Linked DNA regions of Rattus norvegicus: region 2 is linked to region 1. A link is a contact called in public Hi-C data. All regions are on one chromosome and are shown on one strand. Each heading gives the region's core, a stretch centred on a gene start, on an enhancer-like site or on the middle of the called end of the contact. The rest is flanking DNA. Distances are from core to core; before and after follow the strand shown.

What was found. Hi-C and Micro-C count contacts between places; a contact is called where the count stands out from the background.
Region 2: a Hi-C map of liver shows a contact between it and region 1, with 3 times the contacts expected there. The contact joins the promoter of Dnmbp here to the promoter of Cutc in region 1. A contact is called at or near these places in 3 of 12 Hi-C or Micro-C datasets (the A7r5 cell line, frontal cortex and liver).

The regions. Positions count from the first base shown.
Region 1 is chr1:252,567,448-252,573,030 of GRCr8, forward strand. Cutc (cutC copper transporter) reads left to right here and starts at 4,074. Exons shown (of 9, transcript NM_001399691.1): 1 at 4,074-4,261. The coding sequence starts at 4,204. Cox15 (cytochrome c oxidase assembly homolog COX15) reads right to left here and starts at 4,024. Exons shown (of 9, transcript NM_001033699.4): 1 at 3,879-4,024; 2 at 2,560-2,753; 3 at 726-848. The coding sequence starts at 3,968.
Region 2 is chr1:252,776,460-252,782,215 of GRCr8, forward strand. Dnmbp (dynamin binding protein) reads right to left here and starts at 2,183. Exons shown (of 17, transcript NM_001395001.1): 1 at 2,121-2,183.

The DNA.
Region 1 (5,583 bases), core at 2,824-5,323:
GACCTCAGTTTCTTCAAAACACAGGATTGTTCTTGTATGTGTGCTCATGTTCCTCCCAGGCGTAGCTGACAGCGTGGGTTACTTCAGTTGTTACTCATGTGCCTCTGTGGAACACCTTACTCATGTGATTCTTCTTAACCCTCAGAGTATAAACTGCCTGATGCTCCGGATAAAGTTGGCTATTGCAAGAAACTTTAGACCGCCTTAGCTTTAAGCTCCATTCTCCCGGGTCCCACCACCTTTACACACCCACCATGTAAGCACCCTCCATGGCCTCTGCTGAGCTCCTGCCACCAGGTTTCTGACTTGCTTGAGTCCCTGTCATCCCTGCTTTTGAACTGTTATATGGAACTGTGAGTGAAATCAACCCTTTCCTCTCTAAGTCACCTTTGGTCATGGTGTTTCATCACAGCAATAGGTACCCTAACTAAGATGGGATATTTACTTGAGGGGCGTTGGAGATGGGTCAGTGTGTGAGTGGGCTCAGTGCACAGGTGTGAAGACTTGAGTTCGAATCCCCAGCACCCATCTAAAAAACTGAGCATGGCTGTGTGTACCGGTAACTCTAGTACTATGGAGGAGGGACAAGAAGATCACTGAGACTTGCCAGCGTGAGCCTAGCTCCAGGTTCACTGAGAAACCGTATCTCCAAGCATGCTACACACAGACACACATGCACCTTTATCACACATAAACAATATCATCCATTTTTTCCTAACACTTACATTTTAAATTCCGGAAATTGCTGGTACTTTTGGAACTCCGCTTCCCATTCTTCCTGGCTTGTGGGTGGCTTCATCTCCTTTATTAAATGCCAGTCTACCATTGAGAGGCCAGACTCCGTCAGCCTTGGGATAGGACATAAATTCCTGAGTGTTATGTTCTAGATTACTCATAAATACTTGACAGCAACAAGCAGATCTGGACTTAACCCATGGGTATGAATTCCTTTCTTCTTCCTTTTCTGTTTATATTGCTGGGTGTGGAATCCAGGTTCTTCCACAAAGCAGGCCCTATGTGCCCAGCTCTTAATTCCTTACACTTCTATTTTATTCTCTCAACTCTTTTATTTAACTGCCTCCTTCCAACTATTGGTTGTTAATTTTTTTTTCTTCCCCAAAACAGAGTCTCTGAGATAGCCTAGGCCTGCCTCTTACACTTCCCAGATACTGAGATTGCAGGCCTGTGCCACCATGATAGATCTCACTTAATTCTTTCTGTAGCATTTCTTTATAGGCAAAAACAATACTTAAGATTAAAGGAATGCGTATTAATTGCATAAACAGCATTCTTACTATTTTGGTGCTAGGGACTGAACCCAGGGCCTTGCATACACTCATTCAACCATTGAGATCTATATAATGCCAGCTAAAACTAACCTTCTCTATACCAGGAAAAGAAATGTATTACAGAATCATAGGTTCAAGATAATATTATTTAAACTTGTTGCAATTTCCCATAACAGCCTATGTTATCACATAGTATTTTGAAACGGGTTCAATGAACATGAAGATGCACACATACTTCATTAAAATTAGGAAGAGGGGTGGGAGGGACAGCTCATCCAGTAAAGTGCTTGCCTGGACACAAGCCCCTGAACCTAAGTTTAAAAGATAAACCCGGGAAACCTTGTCACACCAGAAAGCAAAGGCACCACCAAAGGGCCTCGCCAAAAGATGCTCAGACCAATTTCAAGAGATTCCCACCAGTTCAACTGGGAGAATTTAAGAAAACTAGCAACACAATTCTCACAGTGGGCTAAGATCTATCTAATGCATTTAAATGTATGAACTTGAAAACCCAAGCCCTTTATCTGTAACCTTTGGAGGATCTTGGGAATAGATTCATTATTCTGGAAATAAATAAATGAAGACAGTGAATCGAGTATTCTGACTTTCCTGTGAAGACTGTCTCCTGGGGTAAAGACAATAAACACATTACCATTTTGGAATTCTCATGAAACAATGGATTCAGGCAATAGTGATCAAGACAGCTGAAGTCCCCAACAGATCCCAGAACGAATGCTCTATCACCTATGAGGTATTTTGCCCTCTCATTCCCAATCTGAATCCAATAGCAATTACTCCTTTATAGAACCAAGGATATGCTAAACACACCAGCCAGTCTATGGCTACTTTGGGTACAAATGACTTGGCTTTGTTCAACAATAACAAAACTATAATAAATACATAAAAATAAAAGATGCTGGGGGAAGGGAAAGCTAAATCCATAAAGTCTGTTTACAGCTGTAAAGACAACCTAAGAGATCTATGAAGTGATTGGGATGTATATATGCTCTTATGTGTTTAAGCAAACAAACCGCGGGAGAAAAAGTTAAGAGAAATCTGAGCACAGGAGAGGTAAAAACACATAGAAATAATGCCCAGCAACCAGTTCAGACCGAACCTGGGCCTGATCATGAAACTCCTACAAATAAATCGCCAAGCTGTCCTAAGACAGAGCAAGCTATCAGCTTCTCCACCTGTAACCGAGTGAGCTAAAGTAGACGTGCCCAAAGCTCCCTATTCCCTCCGGATTCCCCAAGAGTACAGGGCTCACCTGGTCACTCCTCCAAGAATAACTGCTCCAGCCACTGTTCCACTGCACACCAGGAGCCATCGGCCCACTGCCCGCTCGGCTGCCCTCGAAGGAAGGGACACTGTGCCTTTTCCAGATTGCAAAGCCACTTCAGTGATGGTGCCGTACTGCCCTGGCCTCAGAGGACGCCTGCCGCCATAGCTGCCGCCGCCACACTAAGGAGCAAGACAGAAAATTGTAACTGAAGAATCTGCCTCCAACACTTAGCCTCAATTTAACTGTAAATTAAATTTACTTACGGAGTAAAGTACCCTGTAAGGGTGCATGTCACAGCTACTGCTCTGTGGTAGTCCGCCTCTCAGCTGCACTACCGCAACCCTTTCCTACCGGGTTCCCAGCATCTAATGTGCTACTCCTCTCCCACACACTTCCGTCAATGCCCCACTTCTACTACCCACTGGGGATCTGGGCTGGCTGGCATCGGTACTCCCCAAACTTTTCTGGATCTTACAACAGGTCACTATCACAGCACAAAGTACCTCTTCACAACCCTTAACACACTGTCAGGTTTCAGATGCTCTGTCCCTACGTCCCACTAAGCTGGGAGCTCTGCGTGGCAGGTTCTGGTCAGTCTTCCTCTTGCTTCCTTTGTTTGTAGTACTGGTCCCTTACATACCAAGACCTGATACATATTTAACACATGAACTAACAATCGAAGGAACTGACTCTTCCAGGGCAGGCACCATGTGGGCATTCCCCCCCCCCCCCCAGGATCATAACCTAACAATATTTCACCTTTTACTAATGATTATCAGAGAAGAGACTACATGTCTTCTCTTGATCTAACACTAACAATAGAAATATGTATGTTCACTTTCCTATTTCTAATTAACTGGGTATCTTAGACAAGCAACTTAAAAGAAGTCTCAATTCTTCTCTTTTCTGTAGAATGGGGTTACACACGAGTTCCTGACTGCTTGGCATCTTTCAGCAAAACCACAGATGTGCAAAATAAAATAAAATAACTGAGCTTTTATCATGTGCTAAAGGTTTAACGTATATTTAAAATTTTAATCCTCGCAAACACCTTGTGTAATAGGTAGTTCTCCCATTCTACAGAAAAGGAAATTGAAATGTAAACGCTAAATAAATTGGCCAGTAATACACAACAGTGGGCAATATTTCCGGATTCACATTCTGGGAGGTGTCTGGACACAAGGAAATGTGTCGTGAAACGTGAAGGAGATCAGGACTTGCAGGCACGGTCCCTTTACTTTCTCCTGGCCTTTCTTTTTTATCCCAGCCCGGCTTCCGTGACCCAAGCCAGCTGTAGTGGGTACCTGTGCTCTAGATGCCGCCTTAGGGACCAGGAGCCCGACATTGCGGCTCCCCATCAAGGCCTTGAGGGGCGGGAGGAACAACCGTTGCATACTGACAGTACAGCCTCTGCGGAACGCACCAGCCAGCGATCTGCGGTCCGCTTCTCTACCAAAAGGACAAACACTTCCGGGTCAGGCCTGCTAGTGAGGCTGGCCACTGCGCTTGCGCATATGACTCCGCGGGGGCTGCGGGGCACCGGCATCGGGGCCGCGCCTTCTCGGTGGCTCGCGCAGCCGCGGGGACTCAGTGGAAACCGAAGGCGAGCGAGGAAGGAACGCGGGAAGCATGAAGAAAGGGATTTCTTGCGAGCGGAAACAGGCGTGGATATCGTCGGGGAAGGCGGGTGCGGAAGGGGGCAGGGGGTGGTCGGCCGGTGGACCCCGGGGTGGCTCCCGGCCTGTCATGCTTTCCCGCGGTCGAGTGTCCTCTGCTCCGGGGTCCCGGGCAGTCACGCATTCCGTCAGCTCCTCGTGGGTGTCGGCCAGTCACACAAGTTCCCTCAGCGTCCCGCAGCCCCTTGGGCCACAAGAGGGCACCATACCCACTCGCCTCTCTGAGGTAGAGAATAAACGTGTGGTGACAGCTCTACAACTCTAGCTGCGACCAGAGGGTGGAGAGTGGGATCCGTTTCCACAGCCATTGGGTTACAAATGACTGGCTGCTGGCTGCGGGAGTTGTCCATGGCAGACAGGAATTCGATCATTTTCTTCTCTTCCTTCTTCTCTTTCGGTGAACTCTTTGTTCTCCAAACCAGGACTTGTCTTCCTAAAAAAAAAAAAAAGTGTTGACTGATAAATTAGAAAATGGCCACACCGTGCCTATTATATGTCAACACAAATAACTTTTATGAAGAATAGATTCATCCCTGAACGGACAGCGAAAGTGGCAATGCAATGCTCTTATTTTGCAAATCTCTAATATCTTCCTTAATGGAAGAGTTGGCTTCTCAGACCTGCATCTGCATGTTTAATAGTTACGTTCCACTCCCTAGAGGCTAAGAGAGAAAAGGCAAATACAGACACAGACTCGGAGTCCCCACAACCATATGTGGTATCTTACTTTGAGCATTTACTGCTTCAAATGTCTTTTTTGATATCTACAAAAAAACCTTTTGCTTGGGCTCCTGTCGCAGCCATTTGTAGACAATCCCATACTCTTGTGTGAAGCTACTGATAATCTGTCAACATTGTCAGCCCCACTGGTGGGACTGTTACCAGATTTGTGGAGTTAGTCTATTGTTGTTTAAGACCATAGGTTAATATTTGAGTTCTAATCTATGGGACTGATAGTCTTTTATTAAATAAATGACTATTGCAACTTGATATTAGGAGGTGACAGATTTTGTTTGTTTCTCAAAGTAGTCTATAATCATAAAAGCAACATCAGGTAGAAATGTCAAGCAATATAGAAATTATCCCAAATTCACTGCCCAGTAGTAACCACTGTTAGAGTATGGCGACTGTTCATACAGAGATTAGTACATGAAGTATGAATTAAACCCTCTAAAAGTTTGTTGGCCATTATTGTGTGAGGCTGGGTGCAGGTGCCAATGTGAATGTGTGGAGGTCTGAGGACAATTCTGTGGCTCCTTCCAACTTTAAACACATTCAGGGGATGAGCTCAGGTTGTTAGACTTGCACAGTGAATGGCTTTACCCACTGAGCC
Region 2 (5,756 bases), core at 933-3,432, 210 kb after region 1:
GAAAATTCTGAGGAGTATTCTGAATGAATCTCAAGAATGTCTTATTAACAACAGCAAAGCTTGAGAACCTCCCAGGTGACAGTGACAGAGTCACAGTGACAAAGTCACAGGCAATTACGTTAACTGACTTGTGTTTTGTCCCAAAGGGAAAAATAATAAACCTGGGAAAGTAAGCCAGCTTTGTACCTGCCCATAGATAGCAAGCCTCTGCTTGTAAACCATTTGAATCCTTTTTAAGAATCCGCCTTCCCACCCTGCCCAGTTTGAGAATAAGCAATCTGCAGCTTAAAATATGACTCTGCATTTATTTTAGCCCAGTACAAATCAAAATGGCCCAGAAGGCTGGGAACGGTGATGAATTTGAAGCATTTGGAACGCACCGTGCAGAAAAAGTTTCCTTCTAAGGCAGAGGGAAAGAGCTGTGCTCTGGAGACATCCCCCGTGATTCTGCAGACACAGAGATAAACGTTCAGAACGCAGTCTGCCCGAGCCCTCGGCGGGAGTGGAGCGTCCTTGGCAGTACAAGCTCAGTGGGCAGTCTGGGGGAGACCCTACCCTGCCATGTGGGTGAAGGAGGAATGTGGAGTGGGTCAAGCAGGCAAAGGGGGTGCTCAGAGGAGCATGGGGCCAGAAAAGAGGAGGCGAGGGGGATGAAGAGGTTAGGAGGCTCTGCTTTGTGGGTTACAGGGCGAATAGCTCATACATATTTGAACAGCGTCTATAAAGATAACTACCACGTGTCAGCCCAAGCCATGCACAATGTTAGCTTAATAGTCAGCGCAGTTTGAGTCAGAATGTTCTCCGCTTATTGGAAAAATTACCTGTGACGACATGTACGTCACTTCCATGCCAGGCACGCCATTGGGTGACATTAACACAGAAACATCAGTCACACACACACACACACACACACACACACACACGAGGGGGAGGGGAACAGGTTTCACTCATTTCAGACTGAAACTCCTCATGTGAGTGGGGGAGCTGGGAGCGACAGTGAAGTCGAGTATCAGCTATATCATACGAACAATTAATTTTGTCTTCTTAGAACTTCGTTGTCACCAGGAGGGATCTGTTTCAAGTAACTTGACATACAAATTAATGGCTTGAGTGGTGGTGGAAGGGCCTGAGAGAGCCCGAGAGACCACGAGACTCAGTAGTTTAGGGGAATGAGTCCTGATGGACACACTGACTTGAACATTAGACCTCGGCTCTGCTTTTCCTTCAACTGTTTTATAAATGCAGCACTAACTGAGGGAAGAATTAGGTCTGTGCGCTGCAAAAACCGACTGTTGATCAGTCAGCTCTATTCGAGTCATGTAACTTGACTAAGTCCAGTGGAGTCTAAACTACGCTCCAACTCGATATCGTATGATCGGTGTCATCACTAGCTTGTCACCATTATTAATTAGGAGGTTCCACGAGGTGCTCCCATGACTATAAAAGAAGTATTGTAAGACAGGTTACAAAATTTGCCGTCCATAATTCCACATACGACCTTGCTTTTCAAGTTGGTTTTTAAACTTGGTTCTCTGCGCCCCAAACATTCTTCTCAGCTCTTAATACACACCAGATGCCGGCCTATCTGGTCACCCCAACATCCTTTTATTCGAGTGACAAGACAGACAACCATCCTCCTTTGACACACACACATGCCTGGCATCAGAGCAATCGTCCTGGGTACCTAGAAACTCCAGTAAACCAAAGCTGCACCTCCGGCTAAATATAAATAGTCCTGGGTTATTTGGGAAACCATCCCTGCCTGGCTGTCACGGAATCCCGGCCTCACATGCCCACCAGCTGCAGCGGTGACCAGAGGCAGGACTGGTGCTCAGTTCTTCAACTCAAAGCCAAAGGCAGGGCGGCGCAGTGACAGCGTCCCGGCTGGGCACCTCGTCCCCGCGTCCGCGCCCCGGGACGGCTCCTAGGGCTGCGGGGGGCCCCCTGAACCCCTCGGTCGTGCGTGAGGACAGCGAGGGCCTCCCATCCCAGCCTCGCGTCCCGCGGAGCGCAGCGCAGCGCGACCCAGAGCAGCGCCGTAAGCCCTGAGCACTCCGCAGGCGACCGTCCCCGCCACCCCGCCACCCCGCCACCCCGCCAGAGCCCGGCCCCGCACCGACCTGCTCTCTGCGCTCGGCGTTCCCTCCGCGCACGGCCACTGGTGGCCCAGCCCGGCCGCGGTCACCTCCCCTCGGCGGCGGCGGGCGGGCCGATCCGGGTGACTCCGCGCCGCCCCGCCTCCCTCCGCGCCTCTTCCGCCCCGTGGCCCCCCGGGCTCCGCTTCCCGCACTCGCGCCCCCTGGTGGCCATCCAGCCCGTCGCCCCGCCACGTCAGGGCTCGCGCTCCCAGGGCCTCTAGGGGGAAACTGAGGCACGGGCTGCTAGGGACGTTTAGCGATACACCTCGCTCAGGCTAGGATCCAGATCCCCACGCACCCGCGCTGCCGCCAACCTAGAAAACAACATTCTCCGTTGCGCGAATTCTTCGCGGTAGAGGCTAGCCTCGATCGCCCCCTCCTCCAAGTGCTGGATTACAGATTACAGGGGAGCACCACCAGGTCACTGCCCACTCCCCTTCAACTTTTTTTCCTCCCGAGCAAAGTCTAACAGTACAACTGTGAGGATTTAAAAGCAAGGAATCATAGAATACAAGAACCAGACGCCTGGGTTTCTGAAAGTCCCCCAGGATTTCTGATTGTTAAAGCTCACAAGAGCATGGAGGAGCTGGTGCAAGTGTTGGGGATTCCCCATCAGAGGACCTACCTAGCAGATTGGAAGAATGAAGGAATCTGATATCACGATGCACACACAGCAGAGATAAAGCTTTATTTTAAAATCTCATTAGCTATATTGTTTCTTAACAACTTAAAAATCGTAGTAAACTAGACATAGCACAGTGTATCGTTTGAATCGTTGTAAAGAGCGGAGTTCATCAGAGTAGATGAACCATCATCTTGTCCGGCACCAGGACCTTTTAATCCTCCCAAACTGAAACTGCTCCCTTCGAACAGGGACTCCACTCCCAGCGATCCCTCGTCTCCGTGTCCTTAAGAATTCTACTCTGGAGACCCTCATGAATGGAAACCACAATACTTGTCCTTTTGGTGTCTGCCTTATTTCGGTTAGAATAATGCTCTCGGTCTGTGCTGTTCAATGTGTCAGAATTTCCTTCCTTTTTACTGCTAAACATGCTACGTTGTGTTGATGCGTTTGTCCTTCAGTGGGCATTGGGTGGAGTTTCTCTTTTGGCTACTGTGGATGAGGCTCTGACCCAAAGTATGCCCATATCTATTGGAGTCATTGCTTCTAGTTCTTTGGAGCCTGTACCTAGCGGCGAAACGGCTGCCTCACTTACATGATTCTCTTCCTTTGCTGTTTGAACACTGAAGGAAGGCATTCTCTTAGTAAAACATAAATATTGCAGATTTTGCTTTTTACAAAATTTAGTAAATGCTTCAGTAGCCTGTGAAGCAGTGAGCTCTCCTCCCCCCTTTCAAGTAAATCGACGACCTATTACCGAGATAATGACCATTATCATTGTTTTTCTTTCTTTCTCTTCTTTTTCTTCTTTCTTTTCTGTTTTGAGACAGGGTCTCCTTTCTCTTACGTGGCTCTGGCTGTCCTAAACCTCGCTATGTAAACCAGCTTGGCCACAAACTCCCGGAGATCCTTTTGCCTCTGCCTCCACCTCCAAGTGCGGGATGAGAGGTGTGCACGGCCACACCCGGTGCTAACAGTTGTTATTATGAACCAACCACAAGTTTATTTTCTGTGTATATGCGTTTCTAATGTGGTTTGCAGACAAGGAGTCCCTATGAAAGCAAGATAAGCCCGAAGCAAAGATTTCATTTTGAAACTAAAACAACATTGGAACGGTTTACCATGACTTAGCTCTGTCTAAACTCCTCTGTTTTTTCAAACATTTATTTATTTATTTATTTATTTATTTATTTATTTATTTATTTGCCGCGGTAGGGGGCACTTGAGGCAGGGGTCTCATGAGGAGGTCAGAGAACAACTTCTGGGAGCCAATTCTCTCCTAGCATGTGGCCTTCAGGCCTGACAACACGTGTCTTTCTGGGCCACTTCTCAAGCCCTAATCTAAACATTTTCCTTTCACGTAAGAGTCAGTTTGGAATAAGCAGGTCACCGACTCTCAGAGGCACACTCTTTGGTGGTTGCACTAAAGTTTGAGACTGAGGGCATCGTGGAGAGTCTAAAATAAATCATGAACGGTATAATACCATTCTTCTGAGCCAGACAGTCATAGGAATGGTTTGCTGCCCTGAGACTCCTGCTAAGCTTGGGGGGCTACACAGCACCCTCTTGTAATAATTCACTTGCTTCTGTCTCTCAACAATATTATACATTTCCACACCTGGAACTGGTAACCAGACTGGTAACAATCAAATGGTATATTCCCAAGGTATCCACATTAAAAAAACAAAAAACAAACAAAAAAACCAAGTGGCCAGAACTGGTTTTGTATCTATTTCCAGTAAGGGAAAGCTGGTCCCCCCTTTTCAGAATCAATCTATTTATTAACTTGTGCCTGTGCATAATGATTAAAGTGAGCATAATGATTAAAATTGGGTGTATTCAGGAGGAGGCAGACATGGGCAGTAAGAAAAATTAATAACCTAACCTATCAGTCAAACTAAATAGAGGCTAGCCCAAACGACACCCTTTGGTAGCCAACCCTCCCTTCCTTTAGGCCACTAGGAGACCTCAGCTGCTGCCTGAGGCCCTTGGGGACCATCTTTCCTGGGGCCCACTGACAATCTGGGCAGTGTACCCCTCTCTAAATCGTGACTCTTGGCTCTAAGTGAAGTTATCCTCCTTCCTTGGCAAATCAGTGTGAGCCCTTGTTCTCAATCCTTCGGATAAGAGGCCGAGAATGTTCAAACACCCTCTGAACGAGGGAAACTCACTGTACTCTTGACACAAAATGGAGCACTGCTGGGCCTTTGGGATTCAGTCTGCCCAGCCGACAACCGGCTCCCTGTCGAAAGTCGTACTCCACAGTCCTGTGTCAGGAGATAAATCATATGCCAGGTCAGCATGGAGTAGAGAGCAAGAAGAGAACCAGCCAGGGACACAGCAGATTAACCCCTAACACCCCGGCACTTCTCTCAGCACAACAGGGCTGACAGGTAGGACGGTCCTTGAAGGAACGGAGAAAGCCCTCACCCAACCCCATTTTTTGTCCTGTTTGGGAGCTCACATAGGGACTCCAGCCAAAATAAAGGATGACCGATTTCTTTGACTGGAAAGGTGGTGGGAGGCCTCTCTGTGAACCCAATGTTTTTCCGAGACCAAAACGAGGAGAAAAGAGTAGCGGTGCAAAGAGCTAAGGCAGTGATTTCAGGGAGAAGAAACTGCAAGGCTTCGAAAGCAAAAGCAACTAGTTAATCCCGAGAGGACCCGTGTGAGCGAGTAACTACAGAGTTGTGAGCCTAGAAAACACACAGAGGCCAGTGAGGCGTCTCAGCACGTGGAGGTGCTCGCCACCACCAAGTCTGAGGAACTGAGTGTGCTGTAGGGCACTCACGTGGCGGGAAGGAGAGGATCCACCCCAGAAAGCTGCCTCTGACCTCACACGTGCACACAGACCGTAAATAACGAAGTGCGTAAAGAGCAAAGAGGAAGTGAACGCCCGGGCGTGAGGATCATCTGGACTCCAGTAAAAACGGACCGAGGTTTAGGATCAATATCTGTAGTTGAGAGGACCGGCATAAAACTGATCAAAAGAAATC